Regions from separate parts of the Triticum aestivum genome. Here region 2 is linked to region 1. Evidence: chromatin contacts called from public Hi-C data. All regions are on one chromosome and are shown on one strand. The core of a region is the stretch at or near the end of the contact, and the rest is flanking DNA. Distances in the headings are between cores, read along the strand shown. Region 1 holds the start of LOC123095863 (DNA-directed RNA polymerase I subunit RPA12). Region 2 holds the start of LOC123095864 (HMG-Y-related protein A).

The links. Hi-C and Micro-C count contacts between places; a contact is called where the count stands out from the background.
Region 2: a contact with region 1 is called in a Hi-C map of leaf, with 4 times the contacts expected there. The contact joins the promoter of LOC123095864 here to the promoter of LOC123095863 in region 1. A contact is called at or near these places in 2 of 5 Hi-C or Micro-C datasets (both in leaf).

What each region holds. Positions count from the first base shown.
Region 1 is chr4D:21,594,686-21,600,884 of IWGSC CS RefSeq v2.1, reverse strand. It overlaps LOC123095863 (DNA-directed RNA polymerase I subunit RPA12), which reads left to right and starts at 1,618. Exons shown (of 5, transcript XM_044517434.1): 1 at 1,618-1,846; 2 at 1,994-2,034; 3 at 2,481-2,564; 4 at 2,660-2,716; 5 at 2,800-3,196. The coding sequence starts at 1,729. The coding sequence ends at 2,877. It overlaps LOC123095862 (probable serine/threonine protein kinase IREH1), which reads right to left. Exons shown (of 18, transcript XM_044517433.1): 14 at 5,992-6,048; 15 at 5,730-5,903; 16 at 5,490-5,570; 17 at 4,234-4,400; 18 at 3,805-4,153. The coding sequence ends at 4,317.
Region 2 is chr4D:21,952,375-21,958,126 of IWGSC CS RefSeq v2.1, reverse strand. LOC123095864 (HMG-Y-related protein A) reads right to left here and starts at 3,009. Exons shown (of 2, transcript XM_044517435.1): 1 at 2,805-3,009; 2 at 1,691-2,687. The coding sequence starts at 2,879. The coding sequence ends at 2,064.

The DNA.
Region 1 (6,199 bases), core at 369-2,868:
TTCTTTTGTCCTTAGAAACCAACTTGAAAACTTCATTGCTGATGTGAGAGCTGATTCAAGTTTTGTTAGTTGTAATGACCTTGGTAGTCTTGCTGTGAAGATGGTTCAAACTGATAGACACATAGTCTTTCCTTTGGTATATCGTCTTATTGAGTTGGCATTGATTTTGCCTGTTGCAACCGCATCAGTGGAAAGAGCTTTCTCAGCTATGAGTATTATCAAGACTGAATTGAGGAATAAGATGGGTGATGATTGGTTGAATTATTCCATGGTGTGCAATATTGAGCGAGAAATATTTGCAAAGGTTGATGATGATGCTATTATATATCGCTTTCAAGCCTATAGATTTCGCAAAGGAACTTTACCTCCTCGTAGTAGTAAGTTTTCAACTTTGTATAATGATAATTGTTCCAATTCATGTTTATGTCTTCTCTCATGAAATTTTGCTTCTGATTTCTCTAAGGTGTTGGCTCTTCTTCCACCGTTGATCAAGTTATGGAAGACACTGATGAAGCAAACCATTGATTTGGTACTCTTTTTACTGCACGTACTGTTTGTAGTTCTTGTCATTTTTTATCTATTTTGGGTACAATTGAGCCATATTTGAGGTATTCTTTTGAGGTAGTTGTAGCTTGATGGATTTTAAGTTTTTCTCTCGCGACAAAAAAGAAAAATTTTGGGCCCGGGGCTTGCTCCAATCCTGGATCCGCCACTGGCGATGGATATGTCCAGGGGTGAGGCAGGTGGATCGATGATAGCACGAGATGATCAGGGATCCTTCCTCGCAACCAGATTTAGACACTACCCAGGGACTACTTCTCCGCTGATAGGTGAAGCTTTGGCGTGTCGGGACGCGATGGTATTTGCGATGGAGCAAGGATGGACCAACGTTCAAGTTGAAACAGACTGTCAAGTCTTTGCCAATGAGTGGAAGAATACAAGAGACCTGTCTGATGTGGGTCTCATTATTAGAGAGACGAAGGTCTATCTCTCATCTTTCCAGGGATTCGAGTTGTATCATATTAGTAGAGACGCCAATGGTCTGGCGTGCAAATTAGCTCGGCATGCTCTGCTGTTAGGCATGGGCGATGTTACTTTCAGTTATATCCCTGAGTTCTTGAGTGACGAAATGCACTATGTACGATGGAGGAATGAATAAATGCCTTTAAGGGTCGTACTTCAATAAAAAGGAAATGCTGCACTCACACGGTGCACCATGTGAGGCTTGCATAATTCCCGTCTGCCCCGTTCATCTACGATCATAGGCAAGCGCCACCAAGCCCGGCGATGAGCAGCGGTTGAAGTGCTGTTTTAAAGTGGTCGAAATTCTTCTCGTATAGCTGTGTGGTACTAAAAGATACTCAGAACGGGGATGTATCTGGTGCACCGGTCTCCCGTTACACATTAAAAAATATACTCAGAACAGGAAGTACCCAGCCTCCTTTCAAGAAAAAAAAAGTTTTTTTTTGAGACAAAAAAAATACCCAGCCTCTGGCGCGTTCACGCTGTGACCGGGCCTCTTGGGCTGGGCGTTAGAGTTTTCCCTAGGGCCCGCAGAGACGCAGACCGGTCCACATCCATCCTAAATGGGCCGGGCTGCGAACCTGCGCTGAAACCCTAAGCGCGCAGCCGGCCGTTCCCTGCTGATCATCGCCGCAGACAGAGGTCGGAAGAAGAGGAAGGAAAAGGCTCTATCTCCCGCACGGCGGCGCGGTGTAGCCGGCGGCGATGGCTTTCTGGCAGGCGCGCGACTTCCTGTTCTGCGGCGTGTGCGGCACCCTCCTCGACTTCAACTCCCACCGCTACGCCTCCTGCCCCCTCTGCGGCTTCAAGCGCAAGGCCAAAGGTCTCCCCCCTCCCTTCCTCCCTTCCTTTCTCCACGCCCAAGTTTACTCCTCTCCGCGGATCCCGAATCACACAATTCTTGATCCCAAGCATCCTTGTGACTGGCAATCCCGTGGCTAATGCAAAACTGGCTCCTTGTTTTCTGCAGATATCGAAGGGAAAGAAACTCGGTACGCGGTCACCGCAGAGGTACGTCTCTCTCTCAAAATCAATGAATGGTTCCAGGCGAAGAACTAGGTGTGCAGAACGGCTTGTATGCTGCGCTAGTTAGATTGCAGTGTCGTGTTTCTTGAAGGAAAATACTGGCCCTGCTAAGCTGCTGCTGGACTTGGGAATTTTTTTTCAGAGAAAATTGTTCAATCTTTTGTAAGAATGCATCAATTAGCTTCATAAAATCAATGGAACAAATTACATACTTTAAGAATTGATGATTTTCTAGGTCGGCATGTGTAAGCTTACCCTGGAACTGTTATACTTTGACAATTTTGATCTTGGGGTCTAGTATAACTGTATAAGACACCTGTTGATTTTTAGATCCTGCTAGCTTGGCACGTGCAGATTCCTTTACTAGGCAACACAAGTTTCTATTTCCAGAACACGTGCTTGATTTTGAATTACATATGTCCTGTTGACAGGATATTAGAAGAGAGCTAAAGATAAAAGCGTTTGTGGTTCTTGAATCGGCGCCAAATTTGGACATAGTTGTGCAAAGATCCCTGGTAAGCTAAATTGTTTGCTTTTTCCCCCTGGTTATTACTTTTTGGATGGATGGATACCTTGAGCGTTTCACATATATATCCTGTTCTGCCTCTAGACAGAGCGAGCCTGTCCGGAATGCAACCATCCTGAACTCGAATTTTACACGAAGCAGGTTATTTGCTCACCTTCAGCTTTAGTTATGATTTTCTCTTTCTGGTTCTGAATCCTGCCGACCTTTTTGACGTGCAATTGCAGCTTCGGTCAGCGGATGAGGGGCAGACTATCTTCTACGAGTGCCCGGAGTGCGGCCACGCATTCAATGAGAACACGTAAGAAAGAAGATTCCTACTATCAGTGTATGGATATGGCCAGAAGAAACTACTCCTGCCATTGGTTGACAATCGATGTTCAACGAAATTTCTCCTGCCGTTGGTTGACCATTGATGTTGCATTGTTTTGGCGTGTATTCTAATCTTGAATGTTACCTGGGATATGTTAATACTCGCTTTCTATCTAACGCTTTTTTATGGTACCTGGCTGTCTGATGTATTTGACTGAATGTGGCCATAGAAAGAGCGGGATGTCTTGTTTCTAATGGTGATTGGACTGGTTGCTGCATTTTTGTAGCGCATCGTGATTATTCAAAGTCATACACACTTGTTGTTGACCGATTCATTTTGTGATAGTTAATACAATGCGTATTGGTTTTCTCTCAAGATGAACTTCACTGACTTTGTCTGAGTTTATATAGAAAATTATCTATAGCTACAATACCAAATATATCTTTCAAGATGAACTTCATATATTTTTGTCTGAGTTTATATAGAAACTGCTCCTGCCATTGGTTGACAATTGATATTCACCGAAATTTCTCCTGCCCTGGGTTGACCATTGATGTTCCAGCGTTTTGGCGTGTATTCTACTCCCTCCGTGATTATTGTAGCAGTCTTCAATGTTACCAGCAATCTTAGGTGGTGCATTAGGCATCTTACAAAGTTTGACTTTATAAAAATCTAATACACACTATTTTGGGGCAGAGTGAGTAGATAATCCCGAGGCACATGTACTTTGATCCAATCATTTTGAGCTAAATTTCAGGGCACGGTTCTGTTACAAATACGAACGTCACTATGCCACTATGCCGATATAAAAGAATTATTCTTTGTTTTAGCAAATAATAAAGCCTAAATTTTAATCTTTGTCACATTTAAGTCAACGGATCTCGAGCTAATTAGTTATTAGGTAAAAATATACTGATACTGCCAGCAAGAAATTTGGAGCATTGGCATTGACCAGATTTATACCCAGTGAATGTTACGGCAACAGTTCTGAGTACAGGTAAACCTGCTCCATCCCCAATGACCTGCCACAATTACGACAATTCTTAGACCATCTTCACTTTCAGGGGTTGTATTCTGAACAGTAAACCTTGACCAATCTTGGGCACCCAAGGCCGATGATGGGACCAAAAAAAGAAAAAGAAAAGAAAAAACAGAGCTCCTAGGTGACTCATGCCAACTTATGGTCAAGGATGTTTCACCGACGATGACACCACAATTGTTTCCACCGCAAAACTGCACTCCGCTGGATGTCCATGCCGCACTTTCATCTGCAAAATTGATAGTAGCAATTAGATGGAACATCATCACATATGCGATGTTTAACTGCACATAAAACTGGTGCACTTACATGTACAAGATCCACACCACCCGAGCGCCTTGTAAACTGTTTTGATTACCTCAAATAAATCAAACCTCGGTATAAACAGACAGCTACGTTTCAGGTTTCATTGGAGGCTCGTCCTTCAATCCTTTCGTTAGCAGATCATAGTTGATGGATGCAAGTTGTGAAAGATTCTGCAGCAAGAATTTAGAAGAATGATGTGCAGCATATATGCACGAGAGGGCTAATAACAAAATTTTGCGGATGTATATTTAAGGACTAATATCATATTTGAAACCAGATCACAATCACAATGACAGGCGAAAACTGTTATTTGCAGTGTTGAGTCATTATTAATAACTTTGGGATTGATTCTGTGGCCAGAAGAATTTATAAGGGTGATGTGCGGAATATAGGCACAAAAGGGACTGTGGATGTACATTTTAAGGACTGGTCCCGCATTTAAAACCATACCACAGATGCAGTTACAGGTAAAAACTGTTATTTGCAGTGTTGGGACATTACTAATAACTTGGGATAATCTACGTATGTTTGTACTATGTGTATAATGTGTTACAGTGAAATGATTGTGCCACACTCAATGGGATAGCTGAACTATTGCTTAACCAACTCACCCATAAATACCAGCATTTATAGTAAGTATAGCGCCTCTGGCTAATATGGCAATGATTGTGATATTTGCATCTGGCTCTTAACAGTAGATGATGGTGTTAAATAGTGATATTTAGTGCCAAGCAGTGGACAAGACGTGTAAATTTTGTAAAAATGGTTGGATGTAGAAACTATTACAAGATTGCAGATTTAGGGATCAAAAAACTCTACTACAAAACTACCAAGCTTTAGGATGCATCCAAGTCCCACCCAGGCTCACGTCATACTCACAAAATACTGAACCATTCCCACACGGCACGCCAAATAGGCAATCAGCATGGAACCAATATCGAATTTATTTTAAATATAATGTGTCAGCCAGGGTGGGAATTTTGGTGCACCCTAAGGTTTGTGATAAAATTGACATTTAGATCAATAGTTCTATGAAATTGGTCCTTGAGCTGTCGTTTTCTTGAAATTTCCGTATAAACTTGTAATATTCAAAATTCACTCAAGAAAGAAATGTAAGCTAAGTTTGATATAGTGGAAAGGGAAGGGCTAACACACACTTGGGGAACAGTTAATTCAAGATCATTCAATCCATGTGTTGATATACTTCAATCATCATTGTATATGAATGAAAAATAAGGCCTATGAAGCTATAGGTTTACCTTAAACGAGAAGTTGCTGAAAGAGTAATTGACATTTGGGCCGGATTCAAAGTCAGTGGGGCCACCTCCATGCTCATCCCCCTAATTCACACAATTTTGAAACAGTTTACCAAAGGAACTGAAGAACATAAAGGTAGATTAACAATCCGCAATGAAAACACTTCTTTTTTGGCTTCCTACAGCTACTGAAATTGCATAGTCATGTACTTTTCAATCATCTGAGATAAAAATTATCCATACCATGTCATCTTGGTGATTGCTCACACAACTACTGCTGCCACTAAGGCTTCCATTCTCACTGGAATCCTCAAATTCATAGGCTTCGTATATGTTTTCATCTGATGGATTCCAAGAGTAACGGCTGGTGAAGTAGCTGGTATCACATGCACTATCTGAGGAAGGAACGAAGGCAGCCTGCAAATGATTTTTCTGTTATCCCGTATGTCTGTACAAAAGAAATGCAGTTCGTGTCTTCAGAAAATAATCGTTAACCCTATCTCACCTTCTGTCTAGCAATGGTATCCCAGCTAACGTCCTTAAAGAATGGATGTTGTTTGACCTAAAGGAAATAGGATTAGCAACATCAATCAGGTATATATCGTACTCCATCCGTTCCTAAATATAAGCCCTTTTAGAGATTTCAATATGGGCTACATACGGAGCAAAATGAGTGAATCTACACTCTAAAATACGTCTATATACATCCGTAT
Region 2 (5,752 bases), core at 1,760-4,259, 360 kb before region 1:
CCATGGTTTTATTCTGAATATGGACTTCCACCCATCTTACACTTTCTAGACCAACATCTAAGATATCTACATCGTGTTTTTGCTAAATCTTGGTCGTGCTTCTTAGAATTGTGAAACTACAAAAATTCATACTACATGCTCGTAGGTTCCGCAACTTCGCTACGACATCTTTGTCCCTTGGGTGAAAACCTCATATCCCGTTTTGCCAAATCGAATGAGAGTAGTTGCTCCTGCCGTAGCTCCCTCCTAGGAGGTGTCGGGAGGCGACGCCTTGGAGACCTTGATATGGTGTTGTGAGGCCGGTTTGAGTCCGAAAGCGAGAGCTCGTCATCGAGCAAGCATCATTGGTCATGGTGATTGTCGATGTTCTCTTGGTGTTCTGCTAGTGCAGCTTTTTGGTCCGACGATGCTTCGGGCATAGCCTAGGTAGTTGGCTTGCTCGTAGTTAGGCTCTTCGGGCGGAAATCCGTTTTGCATGTTTTTGTGTTTTCTTATAAAGCATGTCAATTATCTTTGATTCTTCACGAGGAAAAGAACACTCGTGGATAGGTTGAGGTGAACTAGGAACATGAACTGAGCGCACGGCAGTTCGACAAAAATGGTCGTAGCTTCACGAAGAAGATACGCTCATACGCTGTGGTCCCTTCCCCAAGTTGCGGTTTGCTCCAGAGACCGTCCAATTGCACGCCTGAAGCCCATCAAGCTTCATAAAATTTTCACTAGCAACAAAACAGATAATGAAAGAGGAACAGAGACAATAACTGCAAAATTTGCACAAAACGTCGAAGTTACTGCGTTCCAAACAGAGTAACAGAGGGTTTGAATTACCAAAGAAATCGCCAAAGGTTGATGTAGCAGGGAGAAAAGTGAATGCCACTGGGACAGGAGCGGACCGAATCGTTAGGCGGCAGGAAGAGGCGTCGGGAGACACACGATCACCCAAGCTTTGCCGATGCAGCCAACCCGCCACATTCTCCCTAGTCTATACTCTCAAGCCATTTCGCTCAAGCAGGTAAGACTGAAGCCATTTCGCTCAAGCAGGAGACCACTAGTCTCCCTAGTCTATACTCTCAAGCTGACAGGACAGGATCGCCGGTTAAACGAACGAGGAAGAAGACGACGCGAGCAACTCGTCTCGAACTCAGCACCGCATGGTGCCATGGCTGCCGTCACCACCGCTGGCAGCTCGAACTCAGCACCACATCCACATGGGATGATGGAATGGAATTGGATCGAACCACTCTTTGACCAGACGATAAGCACCTGAGCCCAGACCATGTCGTGCTCAGCCATCTCTCTCTAGTCTCTACCTGCATTGATGCCAGCCATGAACATTCTTACCTAGGACTGCTACTTGCCTAGTACTTCAGCGTCGCCATCGCCAGTACAACAGCATCCGATCGCCGGCTGATCCGTTTTCTCACTCTCCCGGAACGCCTCCCCGCGTCAGCGGATCACCAGATTCTGCCGTGCACCAACATCTCATTCGCGGTCCAGGAAACACCACAGCGGAGGCAAGGCATATCATGCGTGATCCTTGTCCTTGCACAAGGGACAAGATGCAAGCACATGTTTGAAACCATGTAGGAAATGGAGCATCAAGAGTGGTTGCAAATGAATTTTAACAGTTACTCGAGTGCAGTGTTCACATCACAGACCGACAACCAGAAATCACGGGAGATGGAAGTCAAGAAGAACAAAAATCAATGTGATTCACGCTTGAAATGAACTGCGAAGAGCATCAATACACGCTGGAGCAGACGCAGGCGCCTCAGCTCGTGGTATCCTCCTGGTGGAGGGAAATGATCGACCAAGTGTGCGCTGACAGAGATACAAGAGGGATACACCGTCGCCGGGGGAGACGACGCCCCTCCGGCGACCAACACCACGCCACGGACTGAAACACCACCCACACTCACCGGACAAACGCTGCTGCTGCAGCATCGTCTTGTCTTCCACCTCGAATTAGAACAACACGAACGGAGAAATGACCCCCACACCTAACAGAACGGACACCAGGCACAAGTGGAAATGTTAGCTCGCTCGCTCCGGCCCGGCCTCGCTCACACGAAGCCCACCTCGGCGAACTGCGGGCGCGGCTTGGCCGTGGTGGGGCCGGGCCGCGGGACCGGCGCCATGCCGTCCGGGAGCGGGTTCTTGCGCGGCCGGCCGCGCGGGCGCGGGATCTTGGGCGGCGCGTCTGGGTCCCGCGGCTTGGGCGGGCGGCCCCGCCGGCGGGGCGCGGTGGCGACAGCGACGACGGCTAGTCCGTCGCTAGGAGGGGCGCCGATGGCGGCGGGAGGCCCCCCGGGGTAGTAGCCTGGCGGGCGCACCTTCGGGGGCCGGCCGCGGCCGCGCTTGGCGGGAGGCGGGGGCGGCAGCGGCAGCGGCAGCGGCGCGTCGTCAGAGGATTCGTCGTCGTCCTCCTCCTCCCCCTCCGGCTCCATGTCGTCCTCCTCGACGGGGGACCTCGAGGGCGGCGGTGGAGGGGGGAGCGCGTACTTGCCCCCGGCGACGGCGACGAGCTCGGCGGCGGCGGACATGCGGGAGAGGTGCGCGGCGACGAGCGCGGGGTGGGACGGCGGGAGGTCGACGCCGGCGCCGCGGGCCGCCTCGATGCGGCGCGCGATGGCGGCCTGGCTGGAGCCGTTGGGCTCCCGGAGCGACGCGATGGCCTCCACGATCATCTGCACCCACCACAAGGAGCCAAAGAAGTCAATTTTCCCAGATCGGTCGGGGGGCGGGCCGCAGATCTGGGGAAAGAACCAGGCGGCAGCGGCGGCTAGGGTTTAGAGGGGGCTTGCCTCGGGGTAGGAGGGGAGGACGGCGAGGTCGGAGGCCGCGCGGGGCGACGACTGGTCGCCGCTGGAGGTGGCCATGCCTGCCTGCGTCGCCCGCTGGCTGGCCTGGCTCGGCTGTCTCTCTCGCGAGCGCAGGCAGAGCAGCGACTGTGCGCGTGTGGGAGTGAGCGAGGGGTTGATTTGGGGTTGGGGGGGTGGTGGGGGGTGGGAATTGGGGGCGCAGCGCACGCGGATCTGGGTGAGGCGCTGCGGGGCGGAAATGGAACGCAAGTACGGTTCAGACGAGGAATCTGTCGGGTGGTACCGGGCGGCCGTGGTCGCGACCGGCTTCCCTTCCCTTCCCTTTCCACTCGCGCATCCCCACTACCCACGACCCGCCACGCCCACACCGGTGGTGGGCACTGCAGCCCGGCCGTTCCACAGTTTTTTTAAAAGGGTGCGGCTACATCTAGTCGACCGATAAAAAGAAAGAAAATTGCATGGATTTCTATTTAAAATCTCACAAATATAGCATCGAGACTTGGTTAGATCTCAGTCAAACTGCGATCTAGCAATCTTTTCTTTTAATAAATCATAAGCTTTATTCGTTACATATAATGAATACGTCGTTTACGAGTTTACGAGGAATGTTACAATTTCACTTAAGGGCTCCTCAAACCAACAAGAAGTCAAGAAAATCTAGCTAATCTAGCGAGTGGAAACGATCTTTGCTAGGTCGTCGGCTGTTTGGTTCTTAGCGTGAGGGATGTGATGAAGCTCTAAGCCCTCGAACTTCTTTTTCAACTTTCTCACCGCGTTGCAATATCCCGTCATGGCAGGGCTTCTAATGTCCCATTCCTTCATCACTTGGTTCACCACGAGATTCGAGTCGCCGTAGATCATCAGGCGACAGACGTCGAGTGAGATGGCCATGCGTAATCCATAGAGGAGTGCTTCGTACCCGGCCTCGTGGTTGGAGGAATCGAAGTGTATCTGCAGAACGTAGCTGAGCCGATCGCCCTTTGGAGATACCAAGACTCCCCCAGCACTTGAACCATTCAGCGTCTTGGAACCATCAAAGAACATGGTCTAGTGTTCCGGGTGACTCTGAGTCGGCTGTTGTTGCTTGATACGTCTCCGTCGTATCTATAATTGTTGATTGTTTCATGCCAAAATTATACTGTGTTCATGGTGATTTATATCCTACTCATGCTTTCACTCAATGTTGGTTAATCTCAATGCATGTTTATGACTGTTGTGGCTCCCTAGTTGGTCGCTTCCCAGTCTTTTGCTAGCCTTCACTTGTACTAAGCGGGAATACTGCTTGTGCATCCACTTCCCTAAACCCAAAGTTGTTCCATATGAGTCCATCATACCTACCTATATGCGGTATTTACCTGCCGCTCCAAGTAAATTTGCATGTGCCAAACTCTAAACCTTCAAATTATAATCTATTTTGTATGCCCGAATCGCTCATGTAGCGACTGGGGGCTGTCAGTATCTTCCATGCTAGGTGGGTTATTCTCACGATGAGTGGACTCCGCTCATCATTCACGAGAAAGTGGCTGGTAATTGGGATGCCCAGTTCCATGCTCAAATCAAATCAAAATAATATCAAACAAAACTCCCCCATGATTGTTGTTAGTTGAACAGTACCCGTTGTTTTGGACCAGTCGTGGAATGTGCTTGTTGGTGGAGGGGGAGTATAAACTTTACCATTCTGTTTGGGAACCGCCTATAATGTATCTAGTATGAAAGATACTGAGAACTCTTGGTTGTTATGTTGATAATGAAAGCATACCGCTCAAAATATTATTTATCTCTATTTCAAAAGCTCGAGCTCTGGCACCTCTGCAAATCCCTGCTTCCCTCTACGAAGGGCCTATCTATTTACTTTTACTGTTGAGTCATCATCCTCTTATAAAAAGCACCAGGTAGAGAGCACCACTGTCATTTGTATGCTTTGTTATTAATTGATATTGAGTATGACTGTGACTGGATCTCTTTTACCATGAATTACAATGTCTAGCCAGTCATTGATCTTCAGGGGTGCTCTGCATTTATGTTTTGCGGTCTCAGAAAGGGCTAGCGAGATACCATTCTGTTATATCATATCATGATTGTTTTGAAAAAGTGTTGTCATCCGAGATTTATTATTATTGCTCGCTAGTTGATTATGTCATTGATATGAGTAAACGTGAGACCTAAATGTTATTGTGAATATGGTTAGTTAATAATCTTTGCTGAAAACCTGAATGCTCGCTATACATATTGTTGGGACAAACTCCGGACCAGCTCACCACTCATCTCCTCTCACTCGCTCGGACGAAGGTGGAAGAAGGAGCACACTGGATTTTTTCGGCGCACAAACGCCCCGCCGCACGAACGGCCTTACTTTACTAGGCACATACCCCCGGCTCGGCTCATACCGTCACCGTGGCTCGGCAACAAACCGGCGCAACTACAAGCAATACAAGAGGGGGTTCTTATACCCGGTGCACACACACCCAACACCCTCTAACAGCACGCACGCACTAGCTAACCCACTACATACACGCACGCACGCCGGCCAAGTCACACAAACGGCTTGATCCTTCTTTTGCTCTCCACCAACTACATGCACGCACACGTCCTATGCTTGTGCTGCTTCTCCACAACAGCCGCTTGACCCAGCAAAACAAACATGCATGTAGATACACAACGGCCCGGCCGCTGCTCATGCACGAACGCGACTCGGCGAGCTTGCCGCTCGACGCCGTCGTCAAGATCAATGCTGACACATATTTGCAACAACAAGATCAAACAGAGTTTGTAAAAGTTTTTCTTTATCACTTTCAGTTTATCAACTGAATTGCTTGAGGACAAGCAATGGGTTAAGCTTGGGGGAGTTGATACGTCTCTATCGAATCTACTTTTCCAAACTCTTTTGCCCTTGTTTTGGACTCTAATTTGCATGATTTGAATGGAACTAA